2 separate regions of the Mus musculus genome follow, and region 2 is linked to region 1. Evidence: chromatin contacts called from public promoter capture Hi-C data. All regions are on one chromosome and are shown on one strand. The core of a region is the stretch at or near the end of the contact, and the rest is flanking DNA. Distances in the headings are between cores, read along the strand shown. Region 1 holds the start of Ube3c (ubiquitin protein ligase E3C). Region 2 holds the start of Trmt44 (tRNA methyltransferase 44).

Region 1 (4,844 bases), core at 1,367-3,866:
GCAACTCAAAGAGAATAGCTGACCTAAACTACCTTGGTACCGGTAGCATAGAAACTGGACAGTTTTTGACTTGCACATTTTATGAAATATCATCATGCCTCTCACAGGCTTTTTGTTTATTTGCTTTTCTGCACTTCGTTTCAATGGATTTTTGTACTTGCAATCAAACTGACTACTAAGATAGTCTTCTATACACACACAAAGCTACCAAATAAACTGTGCCATGAGGATGTATCCTGATTTCAGAAGCACTGACCCAGAGCTGGGCCTGTTGCTGCATTCCTGTCTGTGATTCCTGCACTTGGAAGGCAGAGGCAGAAGGACTGTACATAAATCTGAGGCCAGAGTGGGCTACACAGTGAGTCTGAGGCCAGTCGGATTCCAGTATAAGGTCCTGTCTCAAACAATATACATGTAGATAATGGTAGAACTGAAGCACTGGAACCCACCACACACCTACTTCAAACTTTCTACATTGTCCCTTCAAACCCATCCTACTACTTCCCACCTTTCTAGAGCATGTCAACCAATTCTGTGTTTCTGTATTAGCCTGAAAGAAGTACAAAAACAATTGAAATAAACAAACAAAAAAACCAGTCATTAGTACACCATAACTTTTCAAGGTTTAAATCTTATCTCCCCAACAAACTCCCCAATAAACTCATCAAGTCTTGGACTTTTCCAGCATATAGTTCTTAAAGATAATAAACATAAAAATATTCATTAACTTTGAAAAAGGAAAAGATCAATTTTCCACTAAGCTGAAGAAGGGAAAGATTTCAAATTATAATTTAAGACATGAATGAAGTATACTAGAATGGCCATTAATTCCAAAGACTCTTAATATCACTTACTGGCCAGGATCTGAGTCAGTGGTGCCCTCAGACTGCTGGCTGTAGGGTAGTGGGCACATCAACTCGGGAAGTAACGGGCAGTGTGCACCAGCAGAACACAGTGTAAGCAACATCCACCAAAGCACCCATGAAAACCAGGATGGGTTAATTATGGTTTTTTCAGGTCCTGAACTAACAGGGACACAGTGGGATGGAAGAATCTATCAAAGAAAGCACCTAGCTCAAGAAGCAAGGCACAGAGGCTGACCAAGCTTCATCTGACCTCGTTTGCACGAAGCTCAACGTTAAAAGTGACCTGTAGAAACTGGTCAGAAAAGCAGTTTGCTTGGTGAAGAACAATTATGGGTAGGATGGGACATTCGTTTTCAGGAGTGACCATTTACAAATGTGTGTCCAGATAAAAATCCTTTATAAAATGAAGCTGGAGCAAAGGCTCAGCAACACTGCTCTCAAACGTACAATAATTTGGGGGAAAAAAAAAGACAAAAAATTTTACATTAAAGGGCTAGGGAGATGGCTAAGCAGTTAAGGTCACTTATTGCTTTTACTGAGGGTCTGGGTTTTCTTCCTACTACCCACATGTCAACTCACAAGTGTCCTTAACTCCAGTTCCAGGAGATCGGAAGCCCTCTTCTGACCTCTGCGGGAACTAAGCAAGCCTGTGGTGCACATTACATACATGCAGGCAAACACTCATATGTATAAATTTTTAAAATAAAGCTTTAAAATTTCGCCTAATGGGAAAAAAAAATCCTTTTAACAACTCTAGGGATCCTGTCTGGATTCCGGGCTCGGCCTAGAGCATCACGGCCGATTGCCTTCATCCTTCAGACAGCCCCAAAAAGCCGACCAGTGTCAAAACCATCACCAAGCAAAGGTCCAAAAGCGACCGGGGCCTCAGGCCTCAGGCAGGCAAAACTCTGTATTGCTCCGAGTGGGGCAAGCTAAAGCGCGATGCAGATTACAAAGACCTTGTCCTACCTGCCCCCTCCCACTTCACAGGCACGAGGGACTCTTCCCTAAGCTGTTCTTGAGGGCAAGGCACTCACTCCAAGCTTTGTGAGGAGCGGGTATGTCAAGTTTATAGCTTGTAAAGAGTTCTTAAAGGGCGGAATGGGGGCGGGGGCACCTGCCTCGCCCTGCTGGACAGCTAACTGTGTAACGCCCCCAGCCAGACTGCCAGTGCACGTGCTTCCAGGTCAAAACTGCGGCCCTTGGGCAGGCGGCCGCGAGGTCGCAATGAATGACCCAGCCGCTCAGTCCGCGGCTCGACAGCGCTCCTCTGGAGCCTCCTCACAAACCTGTCAGGACTGCACCGCAGCCGCACCCGGCTGGAGCTCGCTCCACACCTTACAGCGGAGCAGCGCCGCCTGGGTGCTGTCAGACCCGGGTTCGGTTAACACCTCGGGCCGCACCGCCTCACCTTCCTGCTCGCGCCACCGAGAGACACTTTGGGCCTTGTCTTGAAGTCGCCTTCGAAGCTGAACATCTTCGCCGCTTATCCCATCTGCGCGGCCCGGCAGGCAGCGGAGCGGCCGGGGGCGGGCCCGGCGGGCTGGGCGGGGCCCGGCAGGGTCGCGGCCTCGCTGTCCCGCGCCGCCCCCCCCGAGGCTCAGCGCTCTCCGCCCTGCACGCGGGCGCGAGCGCGGCGACGCTGGAGGCCGGCCTGTCCCCGCTGCTTATTTATCCACAGCGCGCCACCGTCAAGCGAGGGACGCCCCGACTCGCGCCTGCACCGCGCTGCCGTAGGTACCAAGATGGTGACCGCCCGCACTGCGCGCGCGGTCCCGTGAACGTGCGCGGTCATCGACGGCGCGGCGCTCCTCCCGGCAGCCCCCGCGAGCGCGGGCACCGACGCCAGGGCCGCCATCGATAATACGGTGCTCCTCCCGGCAGCCCTTGGACTTGCCTGCGTGCGCGGCTCCGCGGGTGCAACATCCTTCCGCGCGTGCGTCATGCCACCAGACGATTTCCGCCGCCCGCCGCCCATTGACGCCGACCGGGTCGCGCGCACTGCTGGAGACCGGAAGCCCTGCATAAGAGGCCGCTTTCACCCTCCAGCTAGATGTGGGGGAACAGGTTACTAATGCAGAGACTCTACACCATGACAGACAGAGACGAATAATATATGTTATACGAACAAAGGTATTCGTGAACACACACCATACAAATACACAAATGCACACCAACAAATGAAAGTTATATTCATATATATATTCACATATTCATATATATATATATAAATGCATGCCAAATGTATAAATGCATCATAAATACATAATGCACAAATATACCCTATCATATATCTATACACTTATGCATGTTTAATATATGTATGTACATGTATAAAAACGTGCTATTACATATACATAAGCACAAACATAAATATACACAAAGTAATGTAAATGAATCGATGTCATATACAACATATATACATACACATATGTCATACAAACCAACATAAATATATATCATGTATGCATGCATATATACACATATACATATGCATAAAACAGTATGCATATACATAGAGTTTAACACAAATACATGCCATGGCATGCATAAAAAAAATATATATTATGCATATATGTCATGTACATGCACAGTATTATATAGTATATGCTCTGTGTACATACATATATGTTATGTATATTGTGTATACACAAGTATATATACAGATACATAAATATATCACATACACATGCATTACCATGTGCACATGATAGAAGACATCTTGTTTTGCTTTGTTTTTGTTTCTTCTTCAAAAGATTTATTTATATGTATGAATATTTGACCTGCATGTATATTACGTGTCTGTGAATTATGTGTGTGTGCTTGGTACAAGACAGTGCATTGGATCTCTTGGAACTGGAATTGCCATGTAGGATCTGGAACTGAAACCAGTTCTTCTGCAACAAGTGCTCTTAACTTATGAGCCATGTCTCCAGCACAGTTTAATTTTTTGTTTTTGAAATAAGGTCTCACTGTATAGCCCTAGCTGGCCTGGACCTCACAGTGATCCTCTATCCACTGCCTGTTAGTGTTAGGATTAAAGATCTGTACCACCATACAAGCCAGTCCTCTTTTTAATTAAAAAAATGTACATTTTAGTTTACTTAGTGTTTATGGGGTAGGGTGCATGCCATGATGTGCATGTGGAGGTCAGAGTACAACTTGTCTCTCTTTCCACTATATGGGTACCAGGAATCAAACTCAGGTCATAAGACTTGGTAGCAAGCAACTGGTACTTTTCATCTGTTCTATCATTTTACCAGTTCTCTCTCTCTCTCTCTCTCTCTCTCTCTCTCTCTCTGTCTCTCTCTCTCTCTCTCTCTCACTGGCTCTGTGTGTGTGTGTGTGTGTGTGTGTGTGTGTGTATGTACACATATTTGAATGTCAGAGGATAATTTATAAGAGTCTGTTCTCCACTACCAAGTGTATTCAAGAGTGTGAGTTCAGTCGTCAGGCTTGATGGGAAGCACATTTACTGCTGAATCATCTTGCCAACCTCAAGTTTAGTGCTGTATTGGCAACAGTGACAAGAGCCCCAATATTTTTGTAATTGTTTGAATAAATATGTAATGACTAAAAGGCCGGGGGAAGAGGTAGATCAAAATCCTATAGATACAGATTCCTACTTAACAGATGGTGTGACATTACTACACACTAAGGAAGCCATGGAGACAGAGCTCTCATTCTATTGAGAATTCAGAATGAATGCAGAACTACCTGCAACATGCCTTGGCAGTTTCTCTAATAAAGATTTTTTTGTTTTGTTTTTTGTTTTTTGTTTTTGTTTTGTTTTTCAAGACAGGGTTTCTCTGTATAGCCCTGGCTGTCCTGAACTCACTTTGTAGACCAGGCTGGCCTTGAACTCAGAAACCTGCCTGCCTGTGCCTCCCGAGCGCTGGGGTTAAAGGCATGTGCCACCATGCCTGGCTCTAATAAAGATTTAAACACAAATTCTTACCATATGAACTAGCAATTGTC
Region 2 (5,106 bases), core at 290-2,789, 6.0 Mb before region 1:
GGTTGGGAGATGAGGTCAAAGATGCGTGTTTGGCTCTTTGGACCATTAGAGCAGAGGCATGTGGTTGTTGTGCTGATATAAAAACACAGCTTTGACCTTAAAGGGAGTGAGGGATAGCTTAGTCTGGAGACAAATATGAGTGACTATGGTTTAAAAACTATGTTCATACGTGGTGACAGTTTTTTTAATAGTAACAAAATCCATAAAGTAAGTATTTTTAAAATACAAGGATGGGTACCAACAGGTAGGTGGGTTAGAACAATGAGGGGAAATTGCTGGAGACATTTTTAGCCTTCATGTTGGTGGAAGCTAATAGTTTGTACATTCCAAAGGATTTAACAAATACTTTGTTTCGGACCTCAGGTAACAAAGTAAGAAATGAAAGACCCACAACGTGAGGACTCCCCCACGTTCTGACTCAGGAGAGGCGACACCCCAAAATCACCCACAAGAAACGGGCCTGTTGCAAAATGCAAGAGGATTTTTATTCAAGAGCGCTCTCGGGCCCACGGTCATACACCACGAAGGGGTAGAGGACCGTGGCGCCCCGAGTAGCTGAGTAAGGGGGTATTTAAAGGAAGAAACCACAACTCAAGGAGGTGGGAAGGGCATTGTTGGAAAATAACAAAAATACCAGTTAAGAGTCACAAGGAAGTGCAAAGTTACAAGAGTCACGAGGAATACCTGGTAATTGTGAGGGTTATTTTTCAAAACAGTTTCTAAGAGCCCCTAACAAAAGCACATTTGTATATGGCAATGGTCAGGGTGACTTTCTTTGAATGAGCACTCTTTGAACCCAGGAAGCGGGTGGGTAGAGGAATGTCGCTATCTGTTTTATGATTAGCATACCTTTACAAAGGCCACATTCCCAAGCCTGGGCCTAAAGGCCTAGAATTCTGTTTTTACTTTGTTATACTTTCAGAACGTCTGTGTTATAGGTTTCTTATGTTTTCTGATGCCAGCTTTATCTTTTGGGTTGGTAGGAGGTTACTTTCTGGCAAGTTAATGTATTCCAGTCAAAGAATTTGGAGTCAGACACAGGTGGGCAATGCATGGCTATAAAGGAGCTAAATAATCGCCCAAGGTAATGCTAGCTTTGGGTCCGCATTCCAATTCTTTACAATCATGAAGTTGTAGTTAGCCAACCAGCTTTGTAGAATCCTTCATATAAGTGTGGCTTTCTGCTGAGTGTATCAGTTACGTCTTGTTTGCTCAAGTAACTTCCTCTCCTCTCAGTATTATTAGCTTTGTCGTGAGAGGTGGAACCTCTGGGGGCAAAATTTCATTTAGGGGGCACGAATCGGATGTACCGCTTGGGAGCTCTTATTTCCAAGCAAGAAAGCAAGCAGAGAAGGGGTTGTACATTCAGTCGTTGAGGACCCCAGGAGGCTGTATCCACTGCGGCCCACACTCTGCTCCTCCCGCGTCCCAGGCTCCGCCAGCGGCTCCGAAGCTACCGCCCAGCAAAAAGGACAAAGGGATGGCCTTCCGGGTCCAGGCTCTAACTCCCGTGAGTCAATGCGCTTCCGGGTCGCGTCATCCCAACGCGCCGAGCGCGCAGCCATGGAGGAGCTGGGTAGAGTGCGGCTAAGCGATCCTGATGCCCTGCTACCTGCAGGCTTCTGGGCCGCCGTGACCGTGTGGCTGGAGAGGCCACAGGTGGCCAACAAGAGGCTGTGCGGCGCCCGCATGGAAGCCCGCGGGAGAACTTTGCGGTCCCACGCCCAGGCGGAGTGTGGACCGCGGCAGGGACAGGGACACGGGCTGGAGAGGGAACCCGGACAGGCTTCTCCTAAAGGAGAGCCAGAGTCGGGACCTAGGGCGAGCCGCGAAGGCACCGCTCCCGCGGCTGACCTGAACTCGCTATGGGACCGAGTCTCCCAAAGCCTCGTCCACGCCAATCCGGAAATGCTGGCCTTCCTCTGTGGCCCCTCGTTGGGTCCTCAGCCTGAAGCCGCGCAGGAGCTCGACCTGATTCTCAGGACTGTCATCCCGAAAGCGAGCCCGCACTCCCCACTCACAGAGCCGAAGAAAGAACTGGTAGTGCAAGGTAGGAGAGTAGTGGGAAGAGCGCAAACAGACTGAAAAGCGTTCGCTTTTTGAGACAGGGCCTTATATGGCCTGGAATTCGCTATGTAGAACAGGCTGGCCTCGAACTCACAGAGATACACCCGCCTCAGCCTTCCAAGTACTGGGATTAAAGGAGCGCCACACCACCCACCACCCAGCTCTGGCCTTGTATTGTCTAAGTGCTAGCTATAATGGTGTGTCCAAAGTGTAGAGCCCTCTCCCCAGTGCTGGACAGCCACTAAGGACTGGAAAGCATTACTCTCCTGTCCATCGCTGCTCAGTTCTACTTCCAAGGGATCCGTTTAGAGCAGTTATGACCTGATAGCCTTGTCTTTCCCCCTCAGATGTCTCCAGTGGGAGTGTCACCTTTTTGCCCTTGGAAGAAGATAATGAGGGGAATTTGGAGGTTAAAACGAGCAACGTGTATCAACTCCATCTCCATCACAACGAAGGAGAATGGTAAGAGCTGGACGCTGCTGTTGCACCACTATGTGATGCCCATCCCGGATGTCCTATCAGCAGTCAACTGGAAGATTCTGGGGTACAGAAGAGCCAAGGTCTTGTGTTGGTTGGCTGATCTCAGATGTATACTATAGTCACCACTCTGCTGGTTCCTGGCGCTGGTACTGGATTGGGGATCACAATGTAGCCAGAGTCCTTGATCTCTATATTCCATATGCCGGTAGGGGTGTACAGCAACTAGCTGGGGTACTCTGTTAGTCAGCTTTCTGTTGCATAATACCCAAGGGAGTCAACTTAAGGATGCTTGAGGGCCAGTGAGATGACTGTGCATAAAGGTGCTCGTTTCAAATCTTACAAGCTGAGTTTGATCCCTAGAGCCCACATGTTCTGTGAGCTGTCCTCTGTCTTTTAAACACACACACACACACACACACACACACACAGATATAGATGTATGTGTATAATTTTAAACGGGTATCATATTTTAGTTTGTGATCATTCCCTCTTTGGTTTTGGGGCCTGTAGTGAGGAACTAGGAGCATAAGGGACCATGGACAAAATCTGCCCTTAAAAGCCCACCGCCAACACAACTCCCTGCTTACTCCAACAAAACCTCACTCACCCTCTAAGTCCCCACCACCGCCAATGTCCCTTAAGCTGAGTGTATCTACGAGTTAGCCTGTTGATGAGGTTGGTCCTGTCATGGTCCAGTCACCTCCCCAAGGTTCCACTTTTAAACTCAGCTGAATTGGGGACTGAGCCTTCAACATAGGAGCCTTTAGGGGACTTTTTATCTAGACCAAATTCACATGAGCTCTATCCGATTATCATACTGCTATTTGTGTATCTTGGTCCAGAGTAGGGGGTGGAATATCCTGTCATAGTTTAGAGTCCCTCTTATAAAGTACAGGTTTGTCATTCAGTGGTAGAACACCTGCCCATTTTGTGCCTTAGCGAGGTCTTGGGTTTGATACCTGCAACAACAACACGCACACACACACACACATGCACATGCACACACACACACACACACATACACATACACACATTGAAAGAATGCTGTAGTTGCTCCTCCCTTCTGGGAAAATGAACATGTCACTTAGGACTAAGGATTGAAGCTAGCATTCTCATTGGTATTTCTCTTATTTTTGAAGGTTCATATCTGTTTTAATTTTCTGTCCAGAGAGATGGCATTCAGATGGTGTTGTCTATCCTAAGCCTGCCTGGCTCGGAGAAGAACTGCTGTCCAAGCTGGCCAGGTGGGCGGTGGAGAACAGGAAGAGCGAGTTTAAAAGCACACTTTCCCTGGTGTCTATCCTGCGCTATAGCAGGATGTACCAGGAGCTCAAAGAGAAATACAGAGACATGGTAAAGGTAATGCTAGCGGCGTGTCCGTGGTCCCCTCATTTAACAAGTGATTAACCAATGCCTACCAGGGAGACCCTGTTGCCTGTGGGTACCACAATGAAATCCAACTTTGGGTACAGATAGTGTAAACCAAGCACATGTTTGAGTACAATTTTAAAACCAGAAGTAAACTTTTTCACATTTTTCAAGAACTCAAAAGGGGAATTTTAATCTAAAAAAAAAAAATCAATAAACATGTGTTAGTTACCATATTATAAGGTTTACATTGTGTTTAAATTTCATTTTGTTTTTTTGAGAGAAGGTCTCTATGTAGCCCATGTTAGCCTGAAACTTACGGTCCTTCTGCCTTGTCCTCCAAGTGCTAGGAATGTGCCACCCTGTGGATCTGGCCAGTTTAAAAGAAATTATTTTAATTTTTTTATTTATGTGTGTGTCTGTGTGTGGGGATGTGTTCGTGTGTATGCAGTTGCCCATAGAGACTTAACTGGGTGTCAGATTCTCCTGAGGCTGGACTTACAGGCAGTGGTGGAAGCTGCCTGACCTCCGTGCTGAGAACAAACTCAGGTTCTTTGCAAGAGCAGTAAGTCCTCAAGCACTGGGCTGTCTCTTCAGCCCTGGCCTCATTAACTTAAAGCTATTTCTCAGATAGTTAAAAAAGCTCTGTTCTTCATGATAACACAAACTTGGAGTTAGTCCTTGCATTATAAGGCAAAGTAGCCAAAGCCGCAGGCTTGGCGCCTCAGTGATTCATTATAAAGATATGGTTCAGATCTGTACAACAGCTGGGCTCCCTTCCCCTGAAGACCCTGGCCCTGGGAAGGTCTTCTGTCCCCCTGGAACTCTACCTTTAAGGAAGTACTCCTGGTTTTCAGCTGTTCCCAGGGCGTGGTTTATGCATTGCGTAATTCACTGTATCTCTCCCGTGACTCTCAAGGTGTCTTAACTGTCCTGCCTATCATCAGCAGAGCCTGGCCCTGAGCCAGTCTGTGGGCATCTGTACCACTCTCAGCATTTCTTCATCTGAGTGCTTGCACGAGTATGTGTGTGAGAGTGCATGGACCTGTGCACGCACATGCAGAGTTGTGGCCTGCTCCATCATGAGGGTTTTACACTGAACCGGGAGCTAGCCTGGCAGTCAGCAAGCCCCAGCCACCTCCTATTTCCACTGACCCGGGGCTGGGACTACAGGGCCCCTCATAACCATAC

Evidence for each region. Promoter capture Hi-C pulls out the DNA fragments that hold promoters and counts their contacts.
Region 2: a contact with region 1 is called in a promoter capture Hi-C map of liver, with 3 times the contacts expected there. The contact joins the promoter of Trmt44 here to the promoter of Ube3c in region 1. A contact is called at or near these places in 1 of 39 promoter capture datasets (liver) and 1 of 484 Hi-C or Micro-C datasets (CD4 T cells).

The regions. Positions count from the first base shown.
Region 1 is chr5:29,567,014-29,571,857 of GRCm38.p6, reverse strand. It overlaps Ube3c (ubiquitin protein ligase E3C), which reads right to left and starts at 2,616. Exons shown (of 23, transcript NM_133907.3): 1 at 2,278-2,616. The coding sequence starts at 2,343.
Region 2 is chr5:35,571,503-35,576,608 of GRCm38.p6, reverse strand. It overlaps Trmt44 (tRNA methyltransferase 44), which reads left to right and starts at 1,539. Exons shown (of 11, transcript NM_030208.3): 1 at 1,539-2,050; 2 at 2,415-2,529; 3 at 3,687-3,906. The coding sequence starts at 1,564.